2 separate regions of the Ovis aries genome follow, and region 1 is linked to region 2. Evidence: chromatin contacts called from public Hi-C data. All regions are on one chromosome and are shown on one strand. Each heading gives the region's core, a stretch centred on a gene start, on an enhancer-like site or on the middle of the called end of the contact. The rest is flanking DNA. Distances are from core to core; before and after follow the strand shown.

Region 1 (6,526 bases), core at 284-2,783, 50 kb after region 2:
TCTCCACAGTCATATACCATCTCAGTGAGGTATAGGGCTTCAACATAGGAATTTTTGGAGGGCACTAACATTTAATGCATAACAGTAAGGCTGTAAACATTTCTATTTTATTTAGCAAATATTTATATAGCACTTAATATGTGCTACCCTTTGGATACTACTGAGCACACACTCTTCTAGAAATGTTAACACATTTCATATTCATAACAATTCTGTGAGGTAGACACTATCATTAGCTCGCTTTAACAGAGGAAGAGCAAGAACAGGGACAGATTAAATAAACTGCCCATGATCCCATGGTGGCAGGTAAATGTACAGTTGAGATTTCAGCCTTGACAGCCTGATTGACAAAATCCCTCTGTTCCTGAGGCAGACCCTCTTCCTCCACTCCCCAATCCTTCTCACAGCATCCACAGAACATCACACACATCCCCAAAGTCCTTACCTACTCTGGAGGGTCAACTTAGACCAACTACAGTTTAATCTAAAAAGGGATATTGAAACTGATGCTGCAAGTGAGAAGGCCTCAGTTACATAGAATTTGAAATGTAAGTACATTGATAGTTGATTCCCAGGAGGAATTAGTTCAAAGAAATAGGCAAATTCAAATAACATGGAGTGAAATGTATTAGTAATCTAGTATTTGTGTCCAAAGCCATATCTGCTGTTTAAAGTCAGGAATCTTAGGCACTCACTTTCTGATCTTAAGATCTTTTCTGCCCACAGACAGGCCTAGGAAAGGTGAAGGGACCTCCTGAGCCCAACTTGGCCCTTTATAATACCTTATATCTGCGGTGAGTGAAAACACAGCCTTCTGTGTAACAAAAAGTGGTGCTCTTGGAATCACTAAGTTCCAGAATTTCGAAGAGAGGACAGATAACAGATTACAACACAGTATCCTAAAATAAACAGGGAATCAACCCATTTAATAGTCAGGTCCCTGGCCCTCGCCCCCAGTTCATATCTCAAACAAAACAAAACAAAACAATGGCACTAGTGTGATTTATTTTTGATCCTAGAACATCAGGTATTAGACAAAGGTTCTTACATATAAACTGAGATGATATGTTATTTTAAAAAGTGCATTTATGTCAGGGATTCATAAAGTCTACAAAATGCAAATTAAAGAAAAAGGAAAGATAGACAAAACAAACAAACAAAGGCTGCCATTCTAGCCTCAACTCGTTCAATCTCCAAAATGGAAGTGTCTTTGAAAGAAATTAACTCCCCCCTAAACTGTGGTGCAGTCCCTATACTAGTCTGACAACGTCCGCTGACAACCAGGGGTGTCCGGGCGCCCACGGCACCCCTCTCGACCTTAGGTAGCCCCAGCCTGGCGGCCACTCATTCCCCACGTGGGGATTTGGGCACAAAGAGGACACCCCGCGTGCGTGGACTCCCCGGGAGGCAGGCGGGGCCAAGCCTTCCTTCCGGACCCGGGAATGACCCGCGCGTCCGGGAATTTCCCGGGCCCGGGGCTGCCAACTCCCGCCCCAACCATGGATAAAAGGGGTTCGCTAGGCTCCGAGAGCCACAGAGCCCGCTCAGCCAGCGCTCCCGCCAGCCTTCCCGCCGCAGACACAGACCCTCCGAGCTGAGACCCATGGCCCGAGCCGCGACCGCCGCTCCCCGCCTCCTCCGCGCCGCGATGCTGCTCCTGCTCCTGGTGGCCGCCGGCCGGCGCGCAGCAGGTGAGAACCGGAGCCCGGGATCCACTGGGCGGGACGGGGACGGGCGGGTACCCATGGGGGCAGCCCCTAACCCACTCTGTCCTTCCCGCAGGGGCGCCCGTGGTCAATGAACTGCGCTGCCATTGCCTGCAGACTTTGCAGGGGATTCACCTCAAGAACATCCAGAGCGTCAAGGTGACGCCCCCGGGCCCCCACTGCGGCCAAACCGAAGTCATGTAAGTAGAGCCATTGTTGTTGTTCTTATCACCCCGGCAGTCCGGATGCCCCAACCTAGACTTACAGCCCGACCTCCTGCCTCACGTGGATTCTCCCTTCTCTCTGCAGAGCCACTCTTAAGAATGGTCAGGAAGCTTGTCTCAACCCTGAAGCTCCCATGGTTAAGAAAATCATCAATAAGATGCTAAACAAGTAAGTCATGGATTTTATTCCTACTTGCAACTAGAGCCATTGCCCTCAAATACTGGCATCTACTTCCTGAAAATAGTATTTGATAAACCCACAGTTTAGTTGTAGGACTAAAAACCATTATTTCCCATTAAATTTGATCTGCTCTAGTGTCCGAAGGCTGTTTCCAGCTCCCTCTGTCCTGACCCTCCTCTCCATCCCCATTCAAATGAACCTGTATGTTCCTAAAAGATTAAGTAGGGCTCTCCTGGTGGCTCAGAAGGTAAAGAATTCACTTGCAATGCAGGCGACCCAGGTTCAACCCTTGGGTCAGGAAGATCCCCTGGAGAAGGGAATGGCTACCCACTCCAATCTTCTTGACTAGAGAATTCCATGGACAGAGGAGCCTGGTAGCCTACAGTCCATAGAGTCACAAAGAATCAGACACAACTGAGCGATTTTAAAAGACTAAGTAAATTTAACCAGAAATGGTAAAATGCTTCCAACCCATTAAAGAACAGATGTTGTTTACCTCCATTCCTCAATGGTTTCTACCTGAAAAATGGAGACCCGGGTTTCCGGCAACCAGGACCTCAGAAACTTACCAGTGAAGAGCAGGACTTTGCAGTGAAAGCTCCCTGAGTTCTAGGATGCCTGTGAAAGTTTTAAAATCTTTTTTAGCAGAAACCTTTTCTGAGTGCAAAGCTGGGCCAGGGTCTCCATGCAGAAGTCCCTCCAGCCTTGGGGCCTGTACAAGAAGAATAGCTTTCCTCAGCACCTGTAACCCTAACCCTTTTCTCATTGTAGGGGCAGCACCAACTGACCTAGAGGGAAGTAAGAAATTCACTGGTGACAGTTCCTGAAAAGTGGTCTCTGCTCTTACAGGAACTGAAAATGAAGACGAGAACGGCTGGTTTCCAGGGACAACTAGAAAGGACGTGATGTGCTGGACTATTTTATATGAGTTCTATTTATTTATATATGTATTTATTTTTCAAAGCTGGTATTTTAGTCTTTTACATGTTAGTGTTTAAAGATGTGATTATGTTAATCAAACATAACCCAGTCCTGATTGTTATTTAATATGAAGATGATGAGTTTTAAATGTTTTATTCAACTGATATTTATTGGAAGACCATAAAGTGCTAGGCTCTGAGAGAGAGGCGGAGTCGATGAGTGGGAGAGGGAAGTTCTTATAATCAGTGAAATCACTACTAGAATCAGGGAAAGTATGTGCATTTCTATTTCTGTACTTTTTTTTAAAGAATGTCAGTTGTTATTTATTGAAATGATTTCATATTATGTGATCAACATTTTAATGTTGAAATTTCCCTTGGACATTTTATGTCTTGCTTGTAAGGCATAATGCCTCGTTTAACGTTTACTATGTGGTGTTTCTCTTTGTTTTGGAACAAAGAAGTTAAAACTACTGTTACATTTTTTAAATGGCATGAAAATAAAAGTTTTGCAAAAAAAATAACATGATTAAGTTTTGTTTTATTCTTCTTGATCTTTAGTTCCTACTGGGTGCTCAAGGTATTATACACTTAGGCTTAGATTGTACCTAACTTTATGCCAACTCCTTGCTACTATTCCCTTATTTTTCTCTAACTTGAGAAGGAATATTTGATATACTACCCTCCTCAACCACTTTGAGAATTCTAGTTTTATTTTTAAAAATCCCTATTTTTTTCACACTGACCAATTTGTTATTCAAAATTAGTTCTTTATAAACTGTTGAATTTTTATTAATATTTTAATAAGGGCTCCTATTAAATTGTTTTGATTAATGGTTTTCAAACAGCTATGCCATTCTTTTCCTTTTAATGAAGCTGGGAGAAAAAGATAGAAAAGTAGATTATTCCTAAGAACAGGAGCAGTTTGTGTTGTTTAAAATGACAATAATAATGGTCAGTAGAAATAAGTACATACTGTACAGTAAAATATATGACAAAAGTAACACAAATGATAGGGAGATAAATAGATTTATAATACAATGTATCATAAAATATAATACATTGTTAGAGAAAGCTTTAAAGAAAATTGCAATGTGGCAAGAACATAGTAACTTTTAGGATGACCAATAAAAAGAAAATGCTAAATTTTAGATTTAAAAATTTAAAAAGGGGAGAAAATGGAATAAAAGAAAATACCTGTATAATACATAAGTAGACAAAAATTAAAGAATAAAGAGACAAAACAACAGATGGCACAGGGAGAAATGGCTTCCTTTCGGAAGGATTTCTAATAATATAAGTAGAGCCTCTTGAAGGTGGGGTTTAATTCCAACCCTCTCACACACACCTGAGTTTGGGCTGGACTTAGTGACTTACTTCCAAAAAAGAGGTAAGGAAAAAGGAAAAACAATAAACTTACAGTAGAGAATCTGTCACTTAACCAAGTGATTAAGGTTATTATCACTACTTGATATCACTTGATATCATGTGAGCATCATGTACTCATATAATGTGATAAGAAGGACACTTCATCTTCATGATATTCTTACCCCAAATCAATAATCCCAGTGTAATCATCAGAAAATCATCCTAAAAATCCACATGGAGGAACATTCTACAAAATAACTCATGAGCATGCTTTAAAACTGTCAAATTCATGAAAGACAAAACTGAGAATCTGTCACAGCTCTAAGGAGACAAAAGACACATGATTTAATGCCATGTGGTATGCTGGATTGGATCCAGGAATAGAAAAAAGACATTAATGGAAAGTGGTGAGACCCAAATGGAGGCTGGAGTTTAGTTAACAGCAATGTGCCAATGCTAATTTCTTAGTTTTGACAAGTGATTATAAATATGTAGGATATCAACAAGAGGAGATACTGGGCCAAGGTCCACAGGAACTCCTTGTGCTGTGTTATACAAGTGTTTAGTAAATCTAAAATTATTCTGGGGCTTTCCTGGTGGCTCAGTGGTAAAGAACATGTTTGCCAATACAGGAGACGTGGTTTTGATCCCTGGTCCAAGAAGATCCCACATGCCACAGAGCAAGTAAACCCATGTGCAACAATTACGGAGCCTGTGTTCTCCAGCCTGGGAGCCACAACGACAAACTCCATGCTGCAGCTCCTGAAACCCACTCAGCATAGGGTCTGTGCTCTGAAACAAGAGAAGCCACTGCAAAGAAAAGCCCATGCACTGTGACTAGAGAGTAACCCCGCTCCCTGCAACCAGAGAAAAGACTGAGCAGAAATGAAGACCCAGCTCAGCCAAAAAAAAAAAAAAAAAAAAGGTAAGTTAATTAACTTTGAAAATTATTCCAAATTGAAAGTCCATTTTTCAAAAGATAAGACATTAAATCCAAATATATTAGAAATTATAGTATATTGAAATGGGATGAAAACTCAAAAGTCAAAGACCATTAGGCTGTGTAATTAAGACAAAAAGAATTAATGTTGCTTAAAAAAGGCACACTTTAAACATTAGGACCTAGATCATTTGAAATGAAAAGAATTAAAACATGATATCATGCAAAAAACAATTGAAAGAAACCTGGCATGGATATATTGATGTATTAATTACTTATTAATTTATTATTAGTATAAATTATTGATATACTTGTTAATGGTTGATATATTGTGCATGCATGCTAAGTGACTTCTGTCATCTCTTTGCAACTCCTTGTGAGCCTACGGACTTTAGCCCGCCAGGCTCCTCTGGGATTCTCCAGGCAAGAATACTGAAGTGGGTTGCCAGGCCCTCCTCCAGGGGATCTTTCTGACCCAGGGATTGAACTTGCATCTCTTACTTCTTCTGCATTGGCAGGTGGGTCCTGTACCACTAGCACCACCTGGGAAGTCCCTGATTGATATATTAGTTACAACCAAATAATACATTAAGACTTGAGATATAAAGAAGGCTGATTTAAAATTAAAAAGTGGCAATTTTACAAGGGACAAAAATACTTAGCGAACTTAATAACATTATCAAAATATATAAAGCAAAATGGAGAGAAACTAAAAGGTGCAATATATGAAACCACAGTCAGTTAAAGGTTCTAACAAACTTCTCTCAATACTTAATAGACAAAGCAGTAAAAAAATCATAACAGTATAGAAGAGTTAAACAACATGACCGACCAATCTGGCTTGAAAAAAACACATGGGCATGTTTCACCTAACAACTGCATAAACCACGTTTGGTTTTCCAGCACACAGATAACATTTTCTAAAAAAGATTATATATGAGTCATAAAGAATGTATCAACAAATTTTAAAACCTTGAAAAGTTACAGAGGATATTCTCTGATCATCAAGATTTTTATGATGATTATAACTTTCCTAGCTGAACTATGTAATAACATATCACTGTGCGTGATATGTTTGCTGTGATTTATAACTCATCTCTCAACTTCCTAAATTTTGCTTCCGCAATACAGAAAGCATCAAAACAGAGTCATCATGCTGCTTTCATGCCCATTATAGCCAAGAGTGA
Region 2 (6,692 bases), core at 2,840-5,339:
AAAGTCTATACGCTCACTCAGGAAAATATGGTTTTCTATATTTTTATCTGAAGTGTATACTCAGACCACCTTGCTAAATTCTGGGCTGCACACTCCCTAGCAATGCTGGGCTATCTACACTGCTGACCCCTTCTTGCTCTGCAAAAGCAAACCAACGGACATGGAAGATGGTGCACCATTTAGAGCTGGGTTTTGAAGCTGAATTCAGAATCAGTTGAGATGTGTTTGGATCTTTCCACTGAAGATTAAATTAATTCTTTCCATTATCCCATGGTATCACGAGTGAAGATGGTAACCAGAAGTACTATTAGGTCCTTACCATGTTCCAGGCAGGGCTTCCCTGGTGGCTCAGACAGTAGAAAATCTGCCTGCAGTGCAGGAGACCCAGCTTCAATCCCTGGGTCAGGAAGATCCCCTGGAGAAGGAAACGGCAACCGACTCCAGTATTCTTGCCTGGAGAATTCCATGGACAGAGGAGCCAGGTGGGCCACAGTTCATGGGGTCACAAAGAGTTGGACATGACTGATTGACTAAACATTTTCACTTTTTCTTTCATATTCCAGGCAAAATGTTCAGCACTTTACAAGCACATGTGACCTACTTCAAATCTCATAAAAACCTCCATGAAGAAAGTTTGATTATCTTGAAGTGACTTATTCAAGCTATGCCACTATTGAATTAAATTAGAATACCAAAGTTCTGATTCTTATCTATAACTTTTGAGGGTGATGGATATTTTTAACCTCTATACCACAATAACCAGTGAATCAGTGAAGTTGCTTAGTCATGTCCGACTCTTTGTGATCCCATGGTCTGTAACCTACCAGGCTCCGCCATCCACGGAATTTTCCAGGCAAGAGTACTGGCGTGGGTTGCCATTTCCTTCTCCAGGGATCAAACCTAGGTCTCCCTCATTGCAGGCAAATGCTTTACTGTCTGAGCCACCATGGAAGCCCAAGGTAGTTCTTAAATGGTCACTGTATCAATTATTTTATGTTTTATTCAAATATCTACCAGTTGCAATCAATTGCCAAGCATTTCTCCTAGAATTACATTATCTAGCCTGGAAAGCATTTTTCACTGTCTTGAAGGAAGTCTTTGAGGCTCTATCTTAAGACCTTAAGGAAATAAGAGGTAGAAATAATGAATTAGTCATGATCTTATAAAACCTTTAATCTGTGGCTTTCCTGACAGGATCTTACATGATTTATAATTTACAGCTTTTCTCTGTGTTTCAGGTAGAAGAAAATAAAGAGGAAAGGGTTCTGAAACTGCTTTGCAAGTATTTTTGGTAAAAACCAAAAAATAAATAATTGCTAACTAACCAACTTATAAAAGAGGAAAAAAGTAAAGATTAGAGATTTTTCTCATCCAGGCAGGCTAGGCCATACACTATTTGAAGTGTTCAATGTCAAGTATAATTCATTAACCACTTTTATTGAGACTAGCCTTGAAGAAAAATATATAGACACATTTAACAGCCTTCTTGACCATTTCAAACATATGAGGCTTGTTTTTCTATCTTGTTCCAACCAGGGGGCAGTTGATTATTAAGGAGACCACCTACACTTTCAATTGTTATTATTACCATAAACGTTTGCTGTAGTAAATTCGTACTGTTTGAATCATTTTCCATGAATACAGAGCCTTGAAGAGATATGGATTTGGGGCCACCTTGTGACGGATTTAGAAAAGTCCTGGAGGCTGAAACCTGGGGTCAGAAATTTTATTTCAATTACTAAATTGTTACCTTTCAACAAATATATTTTGCAAAGGGGTTCCATATGGTAATGGCTAATGTTTACTAGTGAAAGCATGATTGTCAGTGTTATACTAAGTTGACTTGTTTCTATGTCCCAGCCACTGCCATAAACATCTATATATTAATATAGTAAATCATTTTATGCTCACAAGAATCCTATGAAGTCAATGCCATCATATCACCACTTTACAGATGAGGCAGCCAAGGTTTAGAAGAAATAAATAATTTATCTAAGTCCCTGCAGAGAGCAAGTGAGGTCTTAAGAAGCCTCAAAATATTCTGGTTGAAGATATGAAAAAAGCTGTTCTATGTGCAAGTGAAAAATGACATGAAGTAAATCAATGTATCACCGTTTAGGAACATTTTAAAGCTTCAAATTGTATGTTACTAGCATATTTTGGATTAGAGACTCTGTATTTCTAAATGGACAAAATAACATAAAAAGGCAATAATCCTGGAAGAAAACCAAAGAACTGATAATATTATGAACAAACTCAACAGTATAGAAATTACAAAGCATAAATAATGACATGCCTGGTACTTATTCCCCTATGATCTATTTTTGACCTTTCAGTCATGTTAAAAGATAATTTGTGCGTGTGTGTGTGTGTGTGTGTGTGTGTGGAACTGAGGAACACACATTTTTCAAGCTAAAATTAGTGTTAAATACTCTTGAATTCTATTTACAGTGTGCTGGAATTTTCACTGAATTATGCATCCTGTATTTTTCCTTCAGGGATCACAGACAACATCCTTAAAAATAGAAACGCTACTTTAGAAACGGCTCCCTTTGTTGTTTGAATTTCGTGTGTCCAGTGTTGGTGTAGACATGGGGTTCCATAACCCAATCCCCACTTCATGGAAGAACTTTCCTGTCTGGGGGCAGGGAGCCGCTTTGAGCAAGATCATGGCCTTCCTGGGTCAGCCTGCATTCTGTGGCTCGGTGAGAGTGTAAAGGTGGGTCATCTCAGCTTCAGGTGGGGTGACATTATTTGCCCTGGGGCTTGTTCTCTGGGCTAAGTCTATGTAGGGCTTGCAGAACAATTCAACTGTTTTCTTCTGTCCAATTCTGCTCCCTCCCCCTTTTTTCTTAGGTTCTGATCCTTAATGTATGTCTTAGACTCCAAGATCATCTTGGAATTTGCCTCCTGTTTTTTTAAACTGTGATGAAAAGCACATGACATCAGTTTTACTCCCTTAACCATGCTTAAGCGTACAGTACAGTAGAGTTAACTGCAGGCACTTGTTGTTCAATAGATATCGAGAACTTTTTCATGAATATCTGCTTCCTGAAAAGTCAATCCGTGACCACACTTTCTCTAATGCTCTAAATCTTTTCAGGATGTTTTGAAGTGTAGTTCTTCTTTCTTGGTAATATCCTAAACAGGTTTGCAACATGAAATTCTGAGACTGAAAGATGGCAGAATCCACATAACGCAGAGGATCTGCAATGATCACATCCCTTTTAAAAACGGGGTCAGTGAATGTTTCCCATGCACCTTGAAGATTATGTTTTTCCTTTTTCTAGCCTGCATAAGAAGTGGATAAAAACTGGAAGACTTTCTCCTTGGAAGTTTTAAGAAGACAGTGAAAGGTAATTATTTTTATTGAGAGGCCCAAACAACGTGGCAGGTATCTAACAAAGGTTTTGACTCAAAGTTTTCAGTCCTGAGCATCCCATTTGGGATTTTAGAGTTAATTATGTTTATTCAAAGTTGATGTCACATCAAAACTTTGTACTTTGGTAACTCTAACACTAAAATAGGTTAGGCTATTGTAGTGGTTTTCAGTACTGTTGCAGTAATTTAAAGGTGGCTAAGAATTTTTTTGCGACTTCTTCCATTGAGAGGTAGAATCTAATTACCCTCCTCTGAATCTGAGTTGGCATCAGTGACTTCCTTGACAAATAGGATATGACACAAGTGATATGGCATGACCTTTGAACTAGATCTTGCAGCTTCACCTTAATCCGTAGGGACCACTCTTCTTAGGAGTCTCTGAGCAGACTAGTGTTTTCCTCAGGACTTGAGAGGTAAGGTTAGAGGGACAGATGAGGAATGAGGAAACTTTTGAGGGTGATGGATATTTTACTTACTAAGATGGATGTTTTTGATGATGGAACAATCTGGTGATGATTTCATAAACATATATGTATACCAAAGACCATAAAGTTGTTCATTTTAAATATGTACAGTTTTTGTAGGAAAAGTACGCTTCATTAAAGTTGCAAAGAGAGATAGAAATTGGTTATCTCAAAGAATTTCCTCAGGCGCCAGAAAGTCTGGCCCAGAGGACTCAGTTGGAATAAAAAGGCAACTGAATTTCACAATAGAATGAAGCTGGCAAAGGCAACATAACTATTCCTCACTGGATAGGAACACCACAGATCACACCACTGATCCCCTGAACTAAAAAAAAAAAATGATTGCTCTAATGAAAGTGTTTGTTTCTGGTGCTGCATCTGAAAAGAGAGGCACCTTCTTCTTCGGCTGCCACCCATTGCCAGTTACACTAGTTCTTCCGGGTGAGTTTCAACACAGATTATCTTCTTAGGTATTAAATCCTATTGGGAGTACTCAGATCAGCCCAGAAGCATCTATTAAAGTTCATTAAAAATCTTTTTGAGGAGGAAAATGTGGTTTTTTCCTTCCTTTCAATAGGTTTTGGTACCTAGTATTACCATCTCATAATCTCACTCTGAAACCAGGGCTTCACAACAAGCTAAAGAGTTCATAACAGGGTTTGGAAAATAAATACTTAACAGCCAACTTTTGTTGACCAATAAAAGTACAGAAACCCTCTGTCAGTCAAGTTTTTCCTGGGACTCTTTTTCACTATAACTCAAAATGTATATATGAGGAGATTTCAAAGTAATTGTGTTGGTCAACTTTTCTTTAATAGAGGTTCTTAGACCATTGGTCTCTACCAAAAATAATTATCCAAAATTGTTTAATATACTTCAGTTACTCAATGTTACCATTACTTGCTTCCCTTTCATATATCTAGTGTACTTTTCATCTACAGAGTATACCTAAACCCCAGCACAAATCTTCCCCTCTATTTTATCTTTCTATTTGCTGATTACTTGAGCTTCTCCTATATAAAAGCTTTTTAGATCCAAATCATGGGGGTTTCTATAATGACGCCCAGGAGAGAAAAGGAGTATGCTTTATTTTTTCCCCATCTTTCCCTTGTATTGAGATAGTTTTCATTAGCATGCTGTGGCACTAATATACCTGTACTTTAAAGAGAGTAAAAATAGTCTTGTCAATGTGCCTTCTTCTACTATAAATTTTAGATCTGTATGACCAGGGTCACCAGATTCCTTTCTTTAATTCTATAGATTATTCAAGGAATTTTATCTTCTCAATACTACACCTTGTTTTGGGGACCTCAAAAGTTATAACATGTACATTATCACACAGTTGCAAATTCCAGCTTCTAGATTCAGGATAATACAATCTTTTTAAAAGTGCTTTGAAAGTAAGCATTCATAGATGCCAACTTCTTACCATCTTAGACAGTTCCCATGAAGCCCAGTACCCCTTATTCTCTGTCAAGTATATCTTGTCTATGTATCCAGATGATCTGTTGCTGGTAGAAAGTAATTTAGAAAGCTACTTAATCATCTGCAGAGTGGTTATATGAATTTACATTTCTCTTTGGGCAATGTATGTGTTCACCTTTTTCCGTATACTAATGCTCAGAGTTGTTTGATATATTGTTTCTTAGTACCTCATTGTGGTTCAATTTGCATCTCTGTTAGGCAGAAAGCATTAGCATCTTCTCATTTAAATTTATTCTCCCACATTTTATAATAGATGGTCTTTTTCTTCTTGCTTTAATTAATTGAATAAGCTAAAAACTCATTGTGGAAAAATGAAATTTTTATCATGTTTTAAATTGATGTTGGTGACATATTTCAGATGCACCTAAATTATCTCTGACTTTCAGTTCAGTTGAGTTCAGTCGCTCAGTCATGTCTGACTCTTTGCGACCCCATGAATCGCAGCACACCAGGCCTCCCTGTCCATCACGAACTCCTGGAGTTCACCCAGACTCACATCCATCGAGTCAGTGATGCCTTCCAGCCATCTCATCCTCTGTCATCCCCTTCTCCTCCTGCCCCCAATCCCTCCCAGCATCAGAGTCTTTTCCAATGAGTCAACTCTTCGCATGAGGTGGCCAAAGTACTGCAGTTTCAGCTTCAAAATCAGTCCAAAGAAATCCCAGGGTTGATCTCCTTCAGAATGGACTGGTTGGATCTCCTTGCAGTCCAGGGGACTCTCAGGAGTCTTCTCCAACACCACAGTTCAAAAGCATCAATTCTTTGCTGCTCAGCTTTCTTCACAGTGCAAGTCTCACATCCATACATGACCGCTGGAAAAACCATAGCCTTGACTAGATGGACCTTTATTGGCAAAGTAATGTCTCTGCTTTTGAATATGCTATCTAGGTTGCTCATTACTTGTTTTCCATGGAGTAAGCATCTTTTAATTTCATGGCTGCAGTCACCATCTGCAGTGATTTTGGAGCCCAAAAAAATAAAGTCTGACACTGTTTCCACTGTTTCCCCATCTATTTGCCATGAAGTGATGGGACCAGATGCCATGATCTTCATTTTCTGAATGTTGAGCTTTGAGCCAACTTTTTCACTCTCCTCTTTCACTTTCATCAAGAGGCTTTGATTTCCTCTTCACTTTCTGCCATAAGAGTGGTGTCATCTGCATAACCTGCAATAACCTCAGGGTTATTGATATTTCTCCCGGCAATCTCTGACTTTACTAGGTCTTAATAGGAACAATTTTCAATCTGCTCCACCTTTATTCAGAGTTTTCAATCTTTCTCCTAACTATTGCACCAGACTACTCTCATCAACTCTAATGTGCCTGTAAGTCTGTAGACATATAAGAATACCTAAATTTTTATC

The links. A called contact is a pair of places that touch in the nucleus more often than the background predicts.
Region 1: a contact with region 2 is called in a Hi-C map of liver, with 3 times the contacts expected there. The contact joins the promoter of LOC101104661 here to the enhancer-like site in region 2. A contact is called at or near these places in 7 of 16 Hi-C or Micro-C datasets (liver, mixed tissues, omental adipose tissue and 2 more).

The regions. Positions count from the first base shown.
Region 1 is chr6:89,811,183-89,817,708 of ARS-UI_Ramb_v3.0, forward strand. LOC101104661 (growth-regulated protein homolog gamma) reads left to right here and starts at 1,534. Exons shown (of 4, transcript XM_012180145.4): 1 at 1,534-1,691; 2 at 1,783-1,906; 3 at 2,016-2,099; 4 at 2,961-3,555. The coding sequence starts at 1,604. The coding sequence ends at 2,967. It overlaps LOC105615523 (a long non-coding RNA gene), which reads right to left and starts at 2,896. Exons shown (of 7, transcript XR_009601075.1): 1 at 2,681-2,896.
Region 2 is chr6:89,758,337-89,765,028 of ARS-UI_Ramb_v3.0, forward strand. It overlaps LOC105615523 (a long non-coding RNA gene), which reads right to left. Exons shown (of 7, transcript XR_009601075.1): 3 at 320-6,692. Among named protein-coding and RNA genes, the nearest start is that of CXCL1, 72 kb to the left of the region's middle. Within about 2 kb of position 4,090, at least 4 of the 54 cell types and tissues checked have an H3K27ac peak or open chromatin away from gene starts, as enhancers often do. A contact at or near this core is called in liver and tail adipose tissue, where this site is marked.